Regions from separate parts of the Mus musculus genome. Here regions 1 and 2 are each linked to region 3. The links are chromatin contacts, called in public HiChIP or PLAC-seq and promoter capture Hi-C maps. All regions are on one chromosome and are shown on one strand. The core of a region is the stretch at or near the end of the contact, and the rest is flanking DNA. Distances in the headings are between cores, read along the strand shown.

Region 1 (3,698 bases), core at 12-2,511, 150 kb after region 3:
AGTTAGGCTGAGTGGAAATGGAGTCAGCTCAGCCACACTGAGGCTGTTTTTAGCCCAGTGTTCTGCACAGACATGACGGATTAGCTGGCTGCATCAGACTGTCCTTCGTGGGACTTTGTGCTGAGTGAGGGCATGTGTGTCCTAAGTGGATTATGTGGCTTGAGCTCACTGTCCTCCCTCAGCTACGGAGGAGTGTGTGCGCTACCACTACACTACTGGCCAGGACTGGCAGATTGGTGATATTGCCAGATTATAATGGAAAATAAAAAGGAGGGGGCAGCAGCGTATACAGCAACACTGTCCCAGCACCAACACCTAGGCCTCCCCTTCCAGCATCTCCTGCAATCACCAGCACGAAGAGCTGTTGCCATAGGATAGATAGCCTCATCCCTGACTTCTTCTAGATACTCCCTTTCTCATCTTAGGCCTGGTGAATGCCAATCACCATACTGCTGTCTTAGGACATGTTTTCTTTCCCTTCTCAGAAACTGTCACTCGGCATTGAGTCAGTCACTGCTGTTGGCACTTAGACAGCCTGTTGTAGCTAGCTGTAGGAAGGCAGCCCATGGTTTTAAAGCCTTTATTGAAAAAAAATATTTTTTTATGCATTGGTATTTTGCCTGCATGTATGTCTGTGTAAGAGTGTTGGATTCTCTGGAACTAGAGTTATAGACAGTTGTGAACTGCCAAGAGTGTGCTAGGAATTGAACCCAGGTCCTTTGGGAGAGCAACCAGTGCTCTGAATTGCTCAGTCATTTCTCCAGTCCCTTATTGGATAGTTCTGTGAACTTAGCTGCGACTTTAGTTTTTCTTTTCCTTAAGGGAGTTAGTGAATGGGTTTTCAATTCAGAGGAAAATTCTCTTATTTATTCTGAAAAGTATGGTTAAGATGAACCTAAAAGAAATCTCGTATTCCTTGGCGATGAAATGATCCAGTTATAACAAGACTCCTTTGTAGTTCTCCCTGGAAAAAGACAAGTTCAGTGTGAGACTTGTGTACTGAGTGAAAGTAGATTGACAGCCTGAAAAACAACCTTGGTCTGGAGATGTCGCTCAGTGTAAGAGTGCTCACTAAGGCCCTGGGTTTGAGACCCGAGCTGGGGTTGTTGGGTAGTGGGGAGAGGGGGACAGTGTTAGAGAGCAGCGTAAAGGGTGCAGTTAACACTCGCTGGTCTGGGACACGGTGGCAAGAGCCATGCTCTGTGCTTGCCAGTCTCCTCCTTGGGTCATGACTCACCTCTTGCTGGCACTCCCAACTGTCTTATGAGTAATACAGCCATGTGCAGTCATCTTGTGGTAGAAAGCCTGTGTGCCTGGGGTCCAAGGTGACATCAGATGCTATCACCTTCCTCATTAGCCGCTTAGCACCAAGTCCCTTTGAACTCGACCTCTTCAAAATGGGGGTAATGACACACAGGGTGTCGCAGGGTGCCTAAAGCCACACAGCAGCTGTCTTCTGCTGTTCTGTTCTAAGAGTGTGTTCTTTCTAGGCTGAACGACAAAGTGAAGAAGAAAGCTCTCACATCATTTGAAAGGGATTCCATCTTCAGCAACTTGATTGGGCAGCTGGATTACAAAGGCTTTGAGAAGGCCGACATGGTGATTGAGGCTGTGTTTGAGGACCTCGGTGTAAAGCACAAAGTGTTAAAGGAAGTGGAAAGCGTAAGTAAGGGCTGTTGCACTTGAATCCCGGAGGGCACCAAGCAGAGGGGTCTTGTCGGAGGGGAGACGCATGCCATAGAGCATGTGTGGCAGTCAGAGGGTAACTTGCAGGACTCATTTCTCTCCTCTCACCATGTGGGTCCCAGGGATCAAATCCAGGTTGTCAGGCTTGACAGCAAGTAAGTAAGTACCTTTACCCACTAAGCAATTTTGAGGCCTCAAATGTAAGTTTGTATGTGAGTGTACACATGCTGTGTATATCAGAAAGCTCAGGTATGAATCCTGTGGGAAGAAAATTAATTAAGTACCCTATGCTCCTAAGCCCAGGGCTCATTAGCCATATTGGAGTGGAAATGGGGAGGTTACCAGCCATCTAAATAGCCTCATGGGTACACAGGTGTCTTGGGGATTTCTTGTTGTTGGCTGTGAGCCATAATCAGGTGATTTCATATCTCGGTAGCAAAGGGAACCAAGGGAGCTTTCTCCAGGCTGTTTTGGATGGTTATCTGTGGTGGCGCTCCTTTGGACCTGCTCAAGTGTTCTAAAAGCCCATTCTTGAGATGACAGTGAACAAAATACGTACCTCATGTGGGTGATAGAAAGAAAGGTTTAGAAAAGGAGAAATGGCTGTAGTCCAAGAGTGAGAAAGAGCACAGCTAGACTAGACTAGGGAAATGATACTGAGCTGGCAACACTGGTGGCTGTCTTTGCAAGCTGTGGTGAAGCAGGCAGGATTACTAAGGCCACCTAAGTGGTGTCTCACGGCCATCCATAATGGGATCTGATGCCCTCTTCTGGTGAGCAGGTGTACATGCAGCCTGGCCACTTAATACATAAATAAAGACATCTTTATAAAGAGAGGGAAAATCCAAGGCACGAGGAAGACCTCCAGCACAGCATCCTGCCCATCCTCTCGAGAGACCTGACCTTTTGCTGCTTTTAAGAAAACTCCCAAGCTGAGTCTACGAATGGTTCAGTTTAAATCAGTCGTCTCTTACCCCCTATGGAACTAAACAGACTGTTCCTGACATTCTTCACGGGACAGTCTCTAAAGATTTGTTTATTTTATTTTTTTATTTATATGAGTATACTGCAGCTGTCTTCAGACACAGACTAGAAGAGAGCATTGGATCCCATTACATATGGTTGTGAGCCACACCATGTGGTTGCTGGGAACTGAACTCAGGACCTCTGGAAGAGCAGTCAGTGCTCTTAACCACTGAGCCATCTCTGCAGCCCGTGGAACAGTTTGTAGATGCTTCCCTGTCTTTCTGTCTCGGTCATTAGCTCACATCTCAGCGTACACATTGCTGAGAAGCATCTCTTGAACACCACAGCGCCCTAAACACCAAGCCTTTCAGGGCCTATTCCTCCCATGGCCAAAATGTCTCCATAGCAAGGTTCTCTAAGAGCAAAAGAGGTAGCTGCAGAACTGCAGCAAGGCCCAAGACCAACGGCCATGCTTCTGTTGGTAAAACCAAGCCATGGCCAGCCCTGATTTAGAGCGTGGGAAATAGACTCCTTCTTCCTAGGAAGAAAGGCATGCATGACCAAGGAGCAGCGAGAGTGTTGCCAGCCATCTTGGGAGATAAGTATTTGCTCTCCTAGAGTAGAAGATAAATATACCTCCCAGGCTGGCCTTGAACTCACTATGTAGCCAAGGATAACCTTGAGTTTCAGATCCTGCTGCCTCTTCCGAAGTGCTGGGATTACTAGCATGCAGCACTGTGCCCAGTTTATGCAGTCCTGGAGAACCAGCCCAGGGCTTCCTGCATGTGAGGCGAGCACTCTACCTACTGAGCTACATCTCTAGCCCAAGAGGCCCTTTCCCTCACCCTTGATACCATACTAGCAGCTAAGAGAGTATGTTCACTCTGAGTCACACCACACCGTCAGCTCACAGTCCACTCTGGTTGGTTAAAAATCATAGGATCCTCCTCACAGCCAGGCCCTTTCCTCAAATGCCTATACTTTCTTCTGCCTTTTTAATCCTAACGATTCACTTTTGTCTGTTATAATTAACGTTTTGTACTCAA
Region 2 (3,425 bases), core at 548-3,047, 180 kb before region 3:
AAGAGCAGTTTATCCTTGTCTACCATGTGTGTCCCAGGGATCAAACTCCAGTCGCCAGGCTGAGCCGTAGGAGCCCTTACCTGCTGAGCCATCCCACCAGCCCAAAGCCTGAAGACTCTCTTAGACAGGCCCCTGAGCTTCCAAGCCCTGTCAGTATTAGTTGGACATCTTGCCATGTCTTGAACACTAGATGCCCTGTGAAGATCTCGAGTGAAAAGCATCAGTGGGGGAGATCCATGTAGCAACCCCAGGCCAGTGATACCTGGATCAGGAGCCACTGAAAGGGGGTCCCAAAGTCCACCTGAGTGAGGGTGCAGAGTCACCCCTGGGGATAAGCCGCTGAGACCAGGAGGCAGGGACAAGATGGGGGACCCCTACCAAGAGTGAGCCGCAAAAGCAACGGCTTAGAATCCAGCCCCCAGCACTCCTTTCCCTACAAGCCCTTCCCGAAAGAGCAGACTTCTGCTGTTCCTTGGATATCCCTCTACAGATATCCCTCTGCTACCTCTAGCCACTGACTAGAGCAGGGAGCAAGATGGTTGTCCTCTCACTGAAAACTACTCATCAATAGTGTCGCCTCCTCCAGTTCTTTGTCTCCAGCCTGGGATGGGTAGGTTGGTGCCCTGACTCTTACAAGTTTCCTACCTAGCACAGTAGCCCCTGTGACCTCTCATTAGGGCTTCCCTAGTCACAGTCTCTCATTTCAGGACCAGCTGCCTGAAATTCAAAACTATGACCCAAGAACAGAGCATTAGAGCCTAGCATCCCAAGGGCACAAACAGTGCAGGACCAGGCATCAATGCATTGTCACTTCTGATGCTCCTATATAATAGGGGCCAGTCCTTGGGGACCTCCTTCAAACTGCCTTATAGAAGCTGCTGCTCTCCAGACTGTGTGTGTGTGTGTGTGTGTGTGTGTGTGTGTGTGTGTGTGTGTGTGTGTGTATGTGTGTGTGTGTGTAGTGTGTAGATATACAGATGTGTTTATGTTTATGTGTGGAAGCCTAGGGTCAACTTCAGTTGTCTTCCTTATTTATTTATCTGACTTGTTTATTTAAAGACGGGTCTCTTTAGCAAACCTGGAGCTTCTCCATTCAGATAGCTCCGCTGCCATTAAACTCCAGGGGTTCTCCTGTCTCCACCTTTCTGCCACCGCAGAGCTGGGTTAGAAGCCCTTGCCCCTGCACCGGTCTTTACCATAGACTCTGGAATCTAAACTCAGATCTTCATGCTCCTGTGGCAGACACTTTACCTACTGAGGCATCTCCTTTGCCCTCGGCTGAGGCACAGCATGATTTATCCAGAGCAGTCAGGTCTGTCCCGTCCATGATCTCCAAGCCTTCTGAGCATCCACAACCCTGGTGATTAGCTAGACACATCAAGAGACATCGTGGATACTGCCCAAGAGACCAGTGCCCCATTCAAGCTCAGACAGTGAAGTTCCAGATCCCCATGAGAAGTGGCCTGACCCCTCATCTGCCCATCTGCATGCCCTCTGCAATCTGTTGGCTCTGAGTGGCACAGCTTGCTCTGCCCTGCCAAGTGGCAGGAGCTTCCATTCCAGGAGCTGGCAGGAGACACCTGAAGCCGGACAGGGCTTTATCTCGGAGCTGGTGCTGCTGAATAATGGATTCAGCATGCGTTCCTGGGCTCCTGCACACACTCACTCACACACACACACACACACACACACACACACACACACACACGCGCGCTACACACATGCTGGGCTGACAACCCAGAGGGGCGGGGCTGCCGGGGCTGCACAGCTCTGATGAGCTGAAGGAGCAGCTTGCTTTGGTTGCCTTGGTCTCTGTGGGCAGCAGCAGGAGGAGGCGGCAGCAGCCAGAGAAGAGGGAGGCGTGTGAGCCACACTCCACCAGCGAGCTTCTTCCCGCTGCTCTGGAACTGCCCAGGCTCTCCCCACCAGCATGGCCCTGATTGTTCACCTCAAGACTGTCTCAGAGCTCCGAGGCAAAGGTGACCGGATTGCCAAAGTCACTTTCCGAGGTAAGGTAGCCCCTGTCTCAGGAGGGTGCCAGTTCTGCAAGCAGGCTCAGCCCATATTCTGTGAGCTGATAGGGACGGGAGAGGACAAGGAGGAGGGATGGCACTGTAGCTACAAGGCTTCTTAAGAGTGCCCACCTGTCCCTGGCCTGACTAGCCTTTAAGTTTCATATGATCCCCGCTAGGCCAACCCGCCAGGGTCCTGGCAGAGTACAGATTCTTGGCTTAATGAGGGGTCCATCCCTGTGGTCACACAGACCCAGGACTAAGGGCCCCAGGCTAGCACCTTCCTGGGACCCCTTTTCTACCACTACTCCCAGACTGGCTTCTGTCTGCTGAAAAGGAGTCTATGCCTGAAAAGACCAGAGTGGCTAGTAGAAACCATGGCAGCCAGTGGTACTCTGCCCTCCAGCGTGGTGAGGATGCTGTTGGCTTTTCTAGACCTTCTGTTTCTGGACAGGAACATTATTCTGACCTTTCCTCTGTGGACTCCTCTTAGCTTTCTTCAGCTTGTATATTATGACCTATTGTGTACCAAATCTGGAGGGCTAGAAATGTGAGGATGAGTGTAAGGCAGGCCCTGTCCTAAAGAGCCACATCTGGTGGGGTAGGGGAAACAGTTAGCAGGCAGGCACAAGTATGTGATGACAAGCAGAAGGGGACCTGATTATCCTAACCAAGACTGGGAGCAAGCAGTCAGAGAAGGCTTCCAGGAGGAGGCAATGCTCAGCTGCTGGCTGAGAGATCAGCAGAGGGAGCAAGCAAAGGGAAGGATGGCGTGGGGGAATTAGGAACAGTGATCCCCAAGGCTGGGAACAGAGCTGGAGAAAGGAGAGACAGAGGCTACGTGAGCTGGAGCTCAGAGTGGAGACAGAAGCTGGGCTCCAAAGAGCCAAGGAGCTGAAGCTGGACTTCGGCCAGGGTATCTGGCAGCCCCTAAGGATCAAGTAGAGAAACACAAGGTCGGGCTCATCTCTGTGCCCACCCACCCCTGCAAAATTCAGCCTGCCTAGCCACTTTGACCAGGGTCAAGGTGCCATTCTCCCATGTGGCGCCATTCCCACCCCCAGGGGTCACAGGGAAGGAACTATATAACCCAGGATGTACACTGTCCCTGAACGTCTGCCAGGAGGGAGCTACGAGACAGGGCAAGTCAGTAGACATCCCAGTGGGAGTCTCCAGGTGCCCTGTGTCACCCACTCAGGCCCTGGGCTCTCTGCCTGCAACCAGCTGTTCACAGAGCAGGTGGAAGTTCCAGCCATGTCTTCTGGCAGGAGCAAGGCAGGCAGAAGTGACCAGAGAGTGGGCTGGACCACCTACTGCATTGCCGGCCACCCCAGTGGCTGCTTTTTCCGCAGTAGCCTAGCTCTTTGTGTGCCACCTGCTGGCTTGTGCTGGCTTGTGCTGGCTTTAGAACAA
Region 3 (3,501 bases), core at 292-2,791:
AGATGGATAAATGTGGCATCACTTGGAGACAAGTAGAAGAGCAGATAAGAGTCCAGTTCATCTGTTAGCCAAACAGCAGCAACAGACAAGCTTACTAAGGATGCTTCTGCCTTGCCCAGTTCCTGAACCAACCCCAGTTCTCATCCCAGAACCTCCTAACCAAAGAGGTGGCAGGGATCCCAGGAGGAAGAACAGAGAACACAATGCAAATACATAATGTAGTGAGGCTCCTAGCCTTTCCCCAAGGGGATTGAAGGTCATCAGGGAACTGTCAGGGAAGGGGATACCCAGACAGTGTTAGGACAATTAAAAACAGATCTGAGTTACCATGACAACAAGAGATGCTAACCATGATCACAGCCTTGCCCAACTAGGATGGAGGCACACAGACCTCCATCTTGTACTTCTGCTGGGTCTGTAGACCACCAAAAGTAAAAGTGGAATGAACGACTTAGAAGTTGAACAACTGTCACATGAAGTCTGGTGACTAGTGGATGTCCCTTAAACTTTACCTAAGCTAATAAAGACACCAAAGCCTAGGGAACATGGTGGGAATGCAAGTGTGGTGGCTCCTATCACATCCCCTCTTAATTCACAGGTCTGGCACTTGCAGTACCTGGATGGATTCTAGACAATGATCATCAATGTCCGCAAGCACAAGCAAGCAGCCACCCCGCCTTTGCTACAGTAGATCCGTCGACATGGCCTTGGGCCCAGGGAGTGTGGCCACTAAGTGAAATGAAAGCTTTTACTCTTATTTTATTTTTATTTTGAGGTGTCAAGGCCTTCCTACGTAGACTAGGCTAGCCTTGATCTCAAAGAGATTTGCCTGCCTCTGCCACTCCAGTACTGAGATTAAAGGCATAAGCCACTAACCTGGCTTTATTTTATTTTATTTTTTAATTTTAAAATGGATCAAGATGCTCATATCTGTGTGGAACACACAATCACATATGCTCACTGGCTGTGATAAGGTATTCTCAGTAGAATGGGGATAACCGACTCTTTCACAGATCGCGGTCCATTACATCTCGTCAACAAACTCTAGCCTCTGGAATAAATCTGACCTAGAACTTTTTTATTTTTATTTTCAAATATTGGGACAGGGTCTCATTATGTAGCCCTAGCTGTCCCAAAACTCACTGCTTGAATGTTCTAGAAGAAAAGTTTTTCTGTTTACACCCAGGGCGCGCGCGCGCACACACACACACACACACACACACACACACACACACACACCTTACCATGGAGCTCCCACCCAGCCCGGCCCCAGCTCCCTGCAGGGCACTCTGGGCTCCCCATCGCACCACCCGGCCACCCAGCTCACCGCCTTCGGGCTTCCTGACGAGCAGCGATGCGCAGGCGCCGGGCCTGGATCCGCTCCTGCGGGTTATCCGAATGCACCGAGGGTCCGAGAATCGGGGTGGCTAAGTGTTCTTCCCCATTCTGCTCTAGGACCCCAATGGTTCCTGAGGGATTCATGGCGGCGTCTCCCACCCACTGGCAGCTCCGCCTGGACCAGCAGCCGGGTTGCTAGGAACAAGCCGTTGCCAAGGGAAAGCAGTCACCTGACCCATCTCTGGCTAGCTGTCGCGCGGCGCTCCAGCCCAGCTTCTCTGTCAGGCACTACGAGTTGTATATTTGTATCCCAAATGTGGACTTGATTCCCCTTGCCTGAAGTTGGTTTGGAGGGGCTGACTTGACCCCACGAAGGCAGATGGAACAAACCGCACCGCATCTCTTTCTGACTCAAAAGCCCAATTCATCATCCACCTTACCAAATGAATATTCCTAAAAGGCACTTTGCTCCAAAATAACTGAGTACCTGCAACATGAAAAGCATTGTATTATATAGCTAGAGACAGTGGCGTCCTTTCCTTAAGCTGAGTGGGAGACCACCTCAGCCCATTGCAGTTTTGGAAGTGTGAACTCAAGTACACTCATCATCTGTAGCCATGACCGAAAAAGAGGTGGGTTCAGGAGAATGGTTGGGGGGGGGGGGGCGGGGAAGAACCCAGGACACCACCGCTCTCTCAAAGCAGCAGTCTGCGGGGGCGGGGGGGGGGACATCATGCCTTAGGCACCGTGTGTCCCCTTGTCAACAAAATAATGTCCTGGGGCCAGAGAGAAGGCTCAGCAGTCAATGTTTATGGCCAAGGAGAGTGACCAACTGAGTTCAATCCTTTAGGCCCACACTATGGAAAAAGTACCAGTACTGATAAATTGTCCTTTGACCTTCACATGCCACAGTGGCATATGGGCACACAAAATCATAGGTGTAAAAAGTGGTTTTTTTTTTGTTGTTGTTTTTTAATGTTCTCTTTAAGAATTAAAACTATGCCTGTGGGCTTGTGGTACGGCTCAATGGTAAAGGGTTTACCTACACCAGTTGGTTCGTTGGAGCACCTTGGACAGGACACACAAAACAAAACAAAAACACCACTCCTGTAATCCCAGAACTCAGGATTGTGTTCCAGGTCATCCTGGAACACAATGAGACTCCATTTCTAAACTAAATTAAAATAAGAAATGTAAAGCCCTATACCAAAATAATAATAATAATAATACCCACCCTTATAATAATAATACACACAGACATGCAGACATAGTGGTTCACAATCAGCCCTCTGGGAGGCTGAGATAGGAAGACTGTAAAGTTCTAGGCCAAGCAGGGCTACATTTCAAGACACTATCCCTAATGCAAACCACTCGACAGTTTTATTTTTGTAGCATTGGAGACTGAACTTAGGGACTCAGACATGCTAGACATTCCTTGATGATGAAGGGGTTTTATGGCTTAGGGAAGTTGCAATGCAAGAATGAGTTTGCTGCTGGGGGTGGTGGCACACGCCTTTAATCCCAGCACTCAGGAGGCAGAGGCAGGCGGATTTCTGAGTTCGAGGCCAGCCTGGCCTACAAAGTGAGTTCCAGGACAGCCAAGGCTACAGAGAAACCCTGTCTCGAAAAAAAAAAAAAAAAAAAAAGAATGAGTTTGCTGTGTAAAACCTAATCCTCTATAATAGGAAAGCCCAGAAGACACACCCTTCATAAATCCTATAAGATGCAAACTGGTGAGAGGGCCACCAGCACATCTGAAGGGCTTTGTGGTCTCTGCTTATGCCAGACCTTAGGGTTGCAGATGCTGCTGCTCAACTGAATGGATGAAAGGCAATGGGATTAACTGGGCACTGAGGTAGCAGGGGCCAGTGGCAGCACTGAATCACCAGAAGCAAGATGACTGCAGTTATATGGGCAGCCTAGACAAAACAATGTTCATAATGATGTAACTCATAATGGTCAGCACAGGCAAGACAAATTTTATAACGGCATGACTCATACAGACCTTTGGTACTGGCTAATCACGGTGTTTCCAGGCATGAAGTAGATAATGAGCCTATTGCATTTATTTCATCTGTATCAGAAAAAAAAATCTCAAACAAATGAAAGAAAGGCTATATCGGATTCTGGCAAAAGGCAGTCTCGGCCAGTGCATCTATTTCC

Evidence for each region. HiChIP or PLAC-seq counts read pairs in DNA pulled down with a chosen protein or histone mark. Capture Hi-C pulls out chosen DNA fragments and counts their contacts.
Region 1: a contact with region 3 is called in an HNF4G HiChIP or PLAC-seq map of pancreatic cancer cells. The contact joins the enhancer-like site here to the promoter of Drc1 in region 3. A contact is called at or near these places in 5 of 39 promoter capture datasets (embryonic stem cells, liver, stem cell-derived epiblast-like cells and 1 more), 1 of 115 datasets of contacts at active chromatin or transcription factors (pancreatic cancer cells) and 2 of 9 other capture datasets (adipose tissue and pancreatic islet).
Region 2: a promoter capture Hi-C map of adipose tissue shows a contact between it and region 3. The contact joins the promoter of Otof here to the promoter of Drc1 in region 3. A contact is called at or near these places in 13 of 39 promoter capture datasets (the 3T3-L1 cell line, 3T3-L1-derived adipocytes, the C10 cell line and 7 more), 1 of 115 datasets of contacts at active chromatin or transcription factors (embryonic stem cells) and 4 of 9 other capture datasets (adipose tissue, liver, macrophages and 1 more).

The regions. Positions count from the first base shown.
Region 1 is chr5:30,124,529-30,128,226 of GRCm38.p6, reverse strand. It overlaps Hadha (hydroxyacyl-CoA dehydrogenase trifunctional multienzyme complex subunit alpha), which reads left to right. Exons shown (of 20, transcript NM_178878.3): 13 at 1,491-1,662. Among named protein-coding and RNA genes, the nearest start is that of 3110082J24Rik, 20 kb to the right of the region's middle. Within about 2 kb of position 1,261, at least 45 of the 459 cell types and tissues checked have an H3K27ac peak or open chromatin away from gene starts, as enhancers often do. A contact at or near this core is called in pancreatic cancer cells, where this site is marked.
Region 2 is chr5:30,460,304-30,463,728 of GRCm38.p6, reverse strand. It overlaps Otof (otoferlin), which reads left to right and starts at 1,797. Exons shown (of 47, transcript NM_001286421.1): 1 at 1,797-2,009. The coding sequence starts at 1,931.
Region 3 is chr5:30,279,433-30,282,933 of GRCm38.p6, reverse strand. Drc1 (dynein regulatory complex subunit 1) reads right to left here and starts at 1,541. Exons shown (of 17, transcript NM_001033460.4): 1 at 1,328-1,541. The coding sequence starts at 1,482.